Regions from separate parts of the Mus musculus genome. Here region 2 is linked to region 1. The links are chromatin contacts, called in public ChIA-PET maps. All regions are on one chromosome and are shown on one strand. Each heading gives the region's core, a stretch centred on a gene start, on an enhancer-like site or on the middle of the called end of the contact. The rest is flanking DNA. Distances are from core to core; before and after follow the strand shown.

The links. ChIA-PET counts read pairs in DNA pulled down with a chosen protein or histone mark.
Region 2: an H3K27ac ChIA-PET map of liver shows a contact between it and region 1, with 8 times the contacts expected there. The contact joins the promoter of Mup3 here to the enhancer-like site in region 1. A contact is called at or near these places in 5 of 484 Hi-C or Micro-C datasets (liver and nephron progenitors), 4 of 115 datasets of contacts at active chromatin or transcription factors (embryonic stem cells, epiblast stem cells and liver) and 1 of 9 other capture datasets (embryonic stem cells).

Annotation. Positions count from the first base shown.
Region 1 is chr4:62,021,125-62,025,954 of GRCm38.p6, forward strand. It overlaps a transcript of Mup20 not described here. Among named protein-coding and RNA genes, the nearest start is that of Mup20, 31 kb to the right of the region's middle. Within about 2 kb of position 2,192, at least 8 of the 459 cell types and tissues checked have an H3K27ac peak or open chromatin away from gene starts, as enhancers often do. A contact at or near this core is called in embryonic stem cells and liver, where this site is marked.
Region 2 is chr4:62,084,635-62,089,464 of GRCm38.p6, forward strand. Mup3 (major urinary protein 3) reads right to left here and starts at 2,683. Exons shown (of 7, transcript NM_001039544.2): 1 at 2,490-2,683; 2 at 2,166-2,299; 3 at 1,325-1,398; 4 at 570-680; 5 at 125-226. The coding sequence starts at 2,597. Gm12909 (a long non-coding RNA gene) reads left to right here and starts at 3,974. Exons shown (of 3, transcript XR_881342.3): 1 at 3,974-4,830.

The sequences.
Region 1 (4,830 bases), core at 942-3,441:
CAGACACTCCAGAAGAGGGCGTCAGATCCTGTTATGGATGGTTGTGAGCCACCATGTGGTTGCTGGGATTTGAACTCCTGACCTTTGGAAGAACAGTCGGGTGCTCTTACCCACTGAGCCATCTCACCAGCCCAATAATAAAAATTTTTGTCTGTGGTTCAATACAAGAACCTAGGACTTTAAATCTTTCAGTGTATATTGCTTATTATGTTATTTTATTACCTATTCCCTCTTAAGGGAAATTTAGTATAAACCTTTGCTCTTACACAATGAGCTTGAAGATTTTTGGAGTAATTGTTGCTCCAGAAAAGATTCAAAAAGCAATATCTTTTTCAATATTTGGGGCTTCAGTTATATCCTAGAAAAATTGTGGTACAGAAAATTCAAGAAAGAAAACATGATTTGCTTACTTCAAATTATTTTCTAAAGGTTCCAGGAGATGTCAATTGACTAAAACCTCACCTTAATCTCACCACAGGAGGATCTAAGCCTTTGTTAGATGTTATCCAGGGATATGCAAATTTACTGGTGAGAAACAAAAACCTTTCAGAAAGTAGAGGAAGCTTCTGTAATCAAGTGTTATCAATTTTAATCAATGGTAATCAAATGTTAACTGCTTATTTTAGTTAGTTACTGAATGAGCCAACAGCAATTCTTTGGTAAAGGAAGTATTTATGTGAAATCATCTTTCTTCATCTCCAAGTATAGTTTTAACATCCTTTTATGAAGCTGTCATGGTGTTAATAAAAAATAATGTAGGATAGAATCATGAAGGGAGTTTAGAAAAAAAGTCTTAAAAACCAGACAAGAAACCTATTCCTTGTTTCAAACAGAAATTAAATAGGTTTTTGAGGAATATTGATATTTGGCCTATTGCATAGTAAACTTTTAGGTAAGTTTATAATCATTATACAAAGATAAGTTAAAATTTGCTTCTATGCATGCTTTTTATTTCTTGAAAATTGATGTTTGCATCCTATAAAGAGTACATCTACTGTATTTATAAACAGCTCTTCTATAGGAGAGAAGTATATGTGATTGGATCACATGTATATTCTTTTGAGTTTCTTCCTACTTCAGCACAGATAATTAAATTCTGTGCTGTAGCCAGTGTTTTGAAATGTTGAAAAAGAAAAACCAACTTTTAATTTTTATACGGATAGCATATATATATATATATATATATATATATATATATATATATATATATACACACACACACACACATTGGCTCACAGTTGCTGAAATTGTTCCTTTCTTAGATACTGCTACTTCTCAAATTTTGCAACTGTTTATGCACATACAACTCAAGTTAAGAGAAAATACTGTTCCTTTAAAGGAGTGTCCCTGGACCTTTAAGAACTCATCCTGTACTGCCCGGACAAGACCCCTTAAGGCAATGGCACAGCAGATTTGTATCTTAGGAAAATTATAGGCCTTAAACAAGAACAATTGGTCATATAATCTCATTTTTTACATCATCAAAATAGTAATGGCTTGAGATAATAATTTGGTTTTTTTTAGAGAATGTTCATGTCAAATTATAAAGACTTGTTCTCAGAGACCTCAATTTCTATCTGTTCCAATGAATGGTGTTAAAATCTCGAGGACTTGTACTTAATCAATTATTGCAAAGGGACACTCATATTTCTGATCTTAGAAACATAAAATATGTATATGTGACTATTGACACATTTTCAGGCTTTCTAGTTGTAATTGCTTTAACAAGAAAAGGAACTAAAACTGTAATTAGAAATTGCCTACATTAACTTTTTTTATGCTTTGTGTTCCAAATCAGATCAAACAGAAAATGGGACGGGCTATTACAGTCAACCATTTGAGATGTTTTGTTAAAAATTTAATGTTACCCTTGTTACTGGGATTTTATATAATTCTCAAGGACAAGGCATTGTTGGACTTTAAAACAATATCTTCTTAAAAAACAAAAAAGCAGGATTATATCCTGGTGCACATTATTTAAATCATGCATTTTATTTTTAAAATTTAAAATTTTGGATGCCAAGGAACTCTTTGCTGCGTGTCAATAGCATCCTACAGCTAGGAATACTCATGCCTAGGTGAGATGGAAAGATCTACTTATTGGTATATGGCATGATCCTGATCAGGTATTTAGATGGGCAAGAGGGCATGTTTGTGTTTTTTCTGCAGAGTGTTTCAGGGTCATGCTTGCTGCCAGAGTGATTGGTGTGATATGACGACACAAAAGAATAATGCTGAGCTGTGAGCTTGCTGAGTGCCCTGACAGTGGTGACAGGAAAGCTGTATTGAGTGTATGTTCTTGACCTACCATTGCTTGCCTATGTCCCAGATATGAGATGCTAAGCTGCCTTTCTTCAAGCTTTGATACCTTGTGGGACAGAGAACATAGATACTGTCGAAACTGACTTAGAAAAATTAATCAAAATGAGGAGTTATAATTACTCTTCTCTTTCCTTTAATGTGACCAGTTATTCTGACTCAATGATGGACTGACTGATCTAGAAATAAATCCAATGTTGGATATTCCAATTACGAAGACAGCTAAAAAATCTTTATCAGCCAGCTTATCTAACTCTTACCACTATTGACCTGAGAAGTAACAGTTTTTTCTGTTGATTCTCAAAGCCACCTCCCCCACACTAGAAGGCCAGGCCCTGGGACTGATCTTTGCTAATTTGCAATTGAATTGAGTGTATGGGACATCCCCACAGAGGACTTTAATGCTTTTCTTTTTAACTTTTCACTTTGTATTTTAAGCAGGTTGGTTACTTCTAAACAGTTTCACCTTTAGCAAAGCTCAGATATGGCAGTTATTCATCACTATGAAGACATGCATTGAGCGCATATTGTGGCTTTGGGCTGAATGGGAGAAAGGTGTGTTATGCGTTCCAGTAGCCAAATACGGGCCACTGATGATTCTATGACTCTTATCAACCTAAGACAGAGGCATGTGACAAAAGGCCATGTTTGTATGTTATAAACACTAAAAGACCATGCTTGTGCAATTAAACACAAACAAACTGCACTTGTTCTCCAGGATGGGTCAGAAGAAGTATAGGCATTCAGACGTAAGCAGGCACAGCCACAAGCCACCATAATTCCCAGACAGGGACATGAAACATTAATAAATTTTATGCCCAAGTCAAGGTAATTTTTAATAAATAAAAAGGGAGGAACTGTCACTCCCTGCCCCCAGTTTTAAGCTGGATAAACAAGTCTATGACACTGGAGCCAGGCATCTGGTTCTGCTACATTTACATCTTCCTGCCAGAGAACTGAGAACTATTAGACCACTGAGCTGCTGAAGAGCCTATTTTGCAGCTCATTCCAGCTTAAACAAACAAAAGAACTCAGCCAAAACAAAGGGATGGGTCCGTGGTTTTTCCCATATGTATTCAGTGCCATACAATAAAGACTGATACTTGATCAGAGAACTTTGTCTTTGCTCATTATTTCTCTTGCCATCCTTCCTATCCAATCACATCTTTCCTTTTGAAAGTATAATGTAAAAACAAAATTTTAGGCCTTTAGGCCCAGGCTTGGGAATGTGACCTCTGTGACTTAATACTCAAAGGTATGCTAATTATAAAACAGAGACATTCCTCCACCCTCCTGCTTCCAGGGTTCAAAGAGTGTTCATTCAAAGAAAGTCACTCTTACCATTTCCGGAACCCACTATGCAAATGTGCTATTGTTAAGGGCTCTTAGAAACTGTCTTGAGAGATAACCAGAACAATTACCAGGTATTCCTTGTGACTCTTGTGACTTTGCACTTACTTGGGACTCTTAACTGGTATCTTTGGTATTTTCCAACAACACCCTCCCCACTTCCTTGAGTTGTGGTTTCTTCCTTTAAATACCCCCTTACCCAGCTACTCGGGGCGCCATGGTCCTCTACCCCTGTGTGGTATATGACCATGGGCCCAAGAGCTCTTGAATAAAAGTCCTCTTGCAGTTTGCAGCAAGACCGTTTCTTGTGTGATTTGGGGTGTCGCCTCTCCTGAGTCAAAATGTGGGGGAGTCCTCATGATGTGGGTCTTTCACTTTTAGAAACCCAGTAAATTATGGCCACTTGGGGTATATCAGAGGATGCTTGGAGTTACTGAAATCTACTTGCTTAGCACCCTATGTCATAGGAACATTCCAATAAAAGGATATTTAACTCAGGGGAATCTCTAATCTGAGGCCCAGAACAATTTTTTTCCTGATGTCTACTTTCTTGGATGACTTTCTTGACTTTTCTATGGTGTAGTTTCCCTCCTTGTGTTGGAGTTTTACATTTATTATCCTTTGAAGAGCTGGATTTGTTGACAGATATTGTGTAAATTTGTTTTTATCATGGAATATCTTTGTCTCTCTATCTATGGTAATTGAGAGTTTTGCTGGACATATTAGCCTGGGCTGGCATTTGTGTTTTTTTACGGTCTGTATGATGTCTTCCCATGATCTTCTGGCTTTTATAGTCTCTGGTGAGAAGTCTGGTGTAATTCTGTTAGGTCTGCCTTTATATGGTACTTGTCCTTTTTCCCTTGCTGCTTTTAATATTCTTTCTTTGTTTTGTGCATTTGGTGTTTTGCTTATTACGTGACAAGAGCTATTTCTTTTCTGGTCTAATCTATTGTTGTTCTGTCTGCTTCCTGTGTGTTTATGGGCATCTTTTTCTTAGGTCAGCAAAATTTTCTATTATAATTTAGTTGAAAATATTTACTGGCCTTCTAAGTTGTGAAATTTTGTTCTTTTTTATACCTATTATCCTTGGCTTTGGTCTTCTCATTGTGTCCTGGATTTCCTGGATGTTTTGAGTTAGGATCTTTTTGCATTTTTCATTTT
Region 2 (4,830 bases), core at 1,433-3,932, 64 kb after region 1:
CTTTATTTCCCCAAGAGAAAGAATAGGACTCTCCAGCATTCAACAAACGACTGGTAACCAATTGGTTTTGTTTCTTGTTTGATAAAATATTCAGGATAAGAAAAATAAATGAGTCATGACTTACTGACATTGGTTAGGTCAATGATATTTTCTCTAATGATTCCATGCTCCTCGCATAGTTTTGCAAACTTTTCCTTGATGTCTAAACTCAAATCTGGTTCTCGGCCTGTGGGAAGAGCAAAAGGGAGTGTAGCAGCTGTATACTGTGCATTGACCACAGCCTGAGTGAGGGGACAGGGGCTTCCCCATAAGGATGGGAAAATGGTTGGCCACATGATTGACAGGCATAGGTATGATCTATCCTGGATTTGGCATCCATAGAATATCCTTCTACCACACTGAGAGATTTCAGAGTGTTTCCATCACTATGCTCAAGAGATGATGAAGGTGAGCACCAATCTTCAGGAGGTGAGAAAGTGGCATGACCAAGCTGGGAAGACCATACTAAAGCTAGAGGTTCTTTCTTCTTTTCCCACCCCAAGAACAGTGTCTGTGTGATAATACTTTACCATAGAGCTCCATCAGCTGGAAGGTTTTCCCATCCTTTTTGTTAATGAGATGAATCATAATATAATTATCATAGTCTGTCTTAAGTATACTAAATGTATTGAATCCATCATCTGTGGAGGAAATGGAAATTCTCAGAAATTTTTTGTTGTGCAGGAAATGATGGAAAACCTTTTCTTGTTCTACCCCAAACATAAAATCATTAAAATACAGATCCTGGAAGAGATGGGTGAATTGTCTGATGTTTACTGTCTGTAGCTTTATGAACTTCAAGAAGGAACTTCTAAGAATAGCGACTCTGAGTGTTTCAGACCACTAGTGAACTGTCAGGTACAGGAGCACCACTCTCTCATCATCTCCTAGGATTATCTACCTCCCTCAGCAACTTCAAGCAACATGTTTCTATCTTTTATAAGCTTGCTGTATCAAATGTCTGCTGCTGTACCCTGAGTGATGTGCACCTGTGCCAGCAACTGGGCAGTATCATATAGATTCCATCTCCCCCCTACTTATCCCACTTGCCTGTGACAGGGTGTTAGCTGTTAGATGGCCCCCATTTGACTAGTAGGTGCAAGTTCCTGAATTCAAACTCCAGCAAAATAAACACAGAGAGAGAGAGAGAGAGAGAGAGAGAGAGAGAGAGAGAGAGAGAGAGAGAAAGAGAGAGAGAAAGAGAGAGAGAGAGAGAGAGAGGATAAAGGTATTAAGGTTTACTTAACTCCTTATGAATAGATATATAGACTTTTTATATACTTACAGTTCATATAATATATGCCAGCCTTTTCTGTTTGTTCACCAATCGCAGTCATTTCGGTGCACTCTTCATTTACACTGTAAAATAGAGTGATCTTTTATATAAGGGATTTTGATCTGTCTGGCTTCTTGACCATCTACACTATATATATCTCCAGTTTTTTATTCCATTTTACTTTTGACTTTATTTGTAAAATTAGCAAAAAGCTTTTGTTTATGTTATTTTATTTATATCAGATGTTTTAGCAATCACAAATTTGCCTATTATTTTAAAAAAGAAAACGACAATCACTTCTCATCCCTATTACAACTGCAACTACTTCCAAGTTTCACCATTGCTGTGCTTCAGCCAGTGGTGTAGATTATCAGCCAGATAGCCACCATCTGCCTTAAATCAGCACTCTGTAATGTTGCCTGATGTGGCTCCCAGATCCTCAGAGGAGAATTATTATTTTCTCCTTTACTGCAGGAAAACACAAGTAGAATAGGGTGGATTTATTTGGCTAACAACTAGTAAGAAAATTTTAATTCATGATCACATAATCTTAACTTGTGATATACTGTCTCATTAATGTGGTATCAGCAGTGTCTCTGATCTTTCCTTATCGAACTCCTAGTGAATTAATTCCTGTCACCAACCCTTGTCTCTGACTTTTGTAAAACCCCTGGTTATGAGATCTTGGTTCAGTGTCACATGGAGCATTCTAGTTTTGGATACAGGCTCAGTACGTGTGTGCACATGTGCATACTGAGAGTTATCTCTCTGCAACCCCAAGTGTGTTTGTAGGCATGAGACCATACCAGGTTTTCATTTCCTCTTTCTCAGCCAAGAGCATCTCACTTACATTAAATGGAATTTAAAGACTAAGGAATTCTCCAAGACAGTGATGTTTTCCACAAAAGCTCTCATGCTGCCATGTTCTTCTATCTTTTCTCTTTCATCAGAGGCTTCAGCAATAGAAAACCAATACCCACTAATCTGTAAGAGATAAGAAAAGGTTTAGGGGAGAAGGGGCAGGGAAACCTCACAGACATGTTTCTATTTGAACTCCGCACTATGGGTTAAGGCCTGAGCATACACAGGGGTAGATCTCATGCCAGTTGTCAAAATACTTAGTATACTGTCTCTGCCCCAAAGCCCATTCTGAATTACTATTCACTGATCCTACCTGTTCTACATTAAAGTTCCTTTCCATAGAACTAGATTCTTCTGCATGGATACAGACTAAAGTCAGTTCCAAACACAGGAGCAGAAGCAGCGGCAGCAGCAGCTTCATTTTGGTAGGGAATAGAATTGTCCTCCTGTCAGGACCACGTCTTTCAGGTTATAGTGCCTACACTCCACTCCCCAGCTCCTTTGCTTGTCCTTATATACTCTCTGGTTTCAGTGGACTTTTTTTTCTTCCCGTATGGGTCTGCATTACCTCAGTCAGGCTTTGTGGAATGTTTTTTCACTTATTGATGATAGGCCAAGGATTATTCCTGCCCTTTTCAAACTTGGCAATCTCATCACCTATGGATTGATTTAGTAGTCTTACATTTCACAAAACATATTCCCATGAGAACAGTGAATGTTTTAGAGAGCTGCCATCTGGAACTAGATGCAACTTTGGATCTTGCTTGTAATCAGAAAGTCAGTTTTGGAGGGGGTGGGGACTGACACTAGAAAGTCAAAGATGTAGAGATTCTTTGCTTTAAGACTTGACTGTGGAAGGAGTTGAGTCACTCAATTTTTGCAAAAGATTCATTTATTTTTCATGGTATGAGCATTGGTTTTGCATGTGTACCTGAGTACCATGCACAGGCCTGGTGCAGTGGAAGTCAGAAGAAGGAGTCCGATTCTTTGAAACGTGTTCTTGCTGAGAACCCAGGTTCAATTACCAGCACTCATGTGGCATCCCATAACCGACTCTAACTTCAGTTACAGGAAATCACCTACTTTCTTTTGACCCCTGTGGCCTCCTGTGCACATATAGTACATATAAACACTTTTAGGCACATATACATAAAAATAATAAATCTTAAATTAAAAAAAAAAGGATTATCAAGAAAAGTCTTCCATGGCTAAGCTAATAGCCGTAGCCTCCCAAAAGGCTTCAAAATTTAAACAGATAGCACTGACCTCAGAATCCTAACTGTTGTCAGTAGCCAGGTTGCAACAACTGTTTACCTTTGAGAACACTGGAATTCAACTGACTGGACATAATCTCATTAATGAAAAACGTAAGTATTGTGCAAAGTTGTATTTGCTGATTGAGGTCCAAGTACAAATCATGCCAAAAATCATGCTCCCAAAGACATACAGTTACAATTGGAACATATTTTGTATCAGTAGACATTTCATTTACCCTTGAACTAGAAACATAAACTACTGTTTGATGTGAGGAAATAAAGAATTCAAGAATGAGGCAAATACTTGATATGCTTCACTTCAACTTTGAATCAGTTTTATATGGTATGTACTATTTTATTCTTCTTACCATAGTATTAGTAAGACTCAGAAAGATTAAGTAACTGCATAAGGTCATATAGTCAGTCAATGTGAGAACTTAGATTTAAACCCAAGACTCTCTAACTCAGGAGCCTTTGTTCTTATTGACTCCACTACAGAGGTCAGGATGTTTTACAATGTAGGGGGGAATGGTTAAATAGGGAAAGAGGAATAGATAGTGCTATAGAGTTCCAGACATGTCAGACTGGCAGATACTAGCAAAGAAACTGCACATGGTTTCTTTAAAATAAGAGGAGTTGGTGAGGCCCAAGATTGAATGTGGCAATGACAACTGGCTCTCTTTGGTCTACAAGGGTTTGGTAGATGCTCTACTAGGGGATTATCACATTCTTCCCCCCTTCTCCTCCTCCTCCCTCTCCTCCTCTTCTTCCTCCTCCTTCCCCTCCTCCTCCTCCTCTTCCTCTTCTTTCCACCCTCTTCCATTTTTCATTGATATGTGCACACCTGTGAACACACTAATGCTTTTGATAATATATGCAGAAATCAGCACAGGACATCAATTGTCTCCCTCTATCTATTTTTACATCATCCCCTCGAGTAAGGGTCTCCCTCTGAATCTGGGAATTAGTGTGTTTCAGATAGGCTGGATGTCCACCAGTCCCAGCAATCCTCCAGTCTCCACCATCTACCCAGTGGTGGGGTTAAAAGCAGCCCTGACCAGCTATTTAATGTGAGATCTGCACTGGACTTGAGCTTACACTGAGCTTCTGAATGGTCTTAGATCTGTGGCAATCCTCCTGCTCCAGCCTCCTGAATGCTGGGATTATGGGTGGTAGCACCTCATCTGGCTATGGACTATTGCTTTTCTAGTAATGAACTAGAAGTTACTTCTACAGCAGAAAGCAACAATGAGTTCCTTCCACTCCCGACTTCAGCTCAGGCACCTTCCTTGTCACTAAGCATGTTAACACTCCTTAGCATGTGTAGACTGTTCATGTGACTGAAAAGCTGAAGGAGTCAAGAAATGACTAGACAAAGTGTGTGGGTTAGGGTTTTAA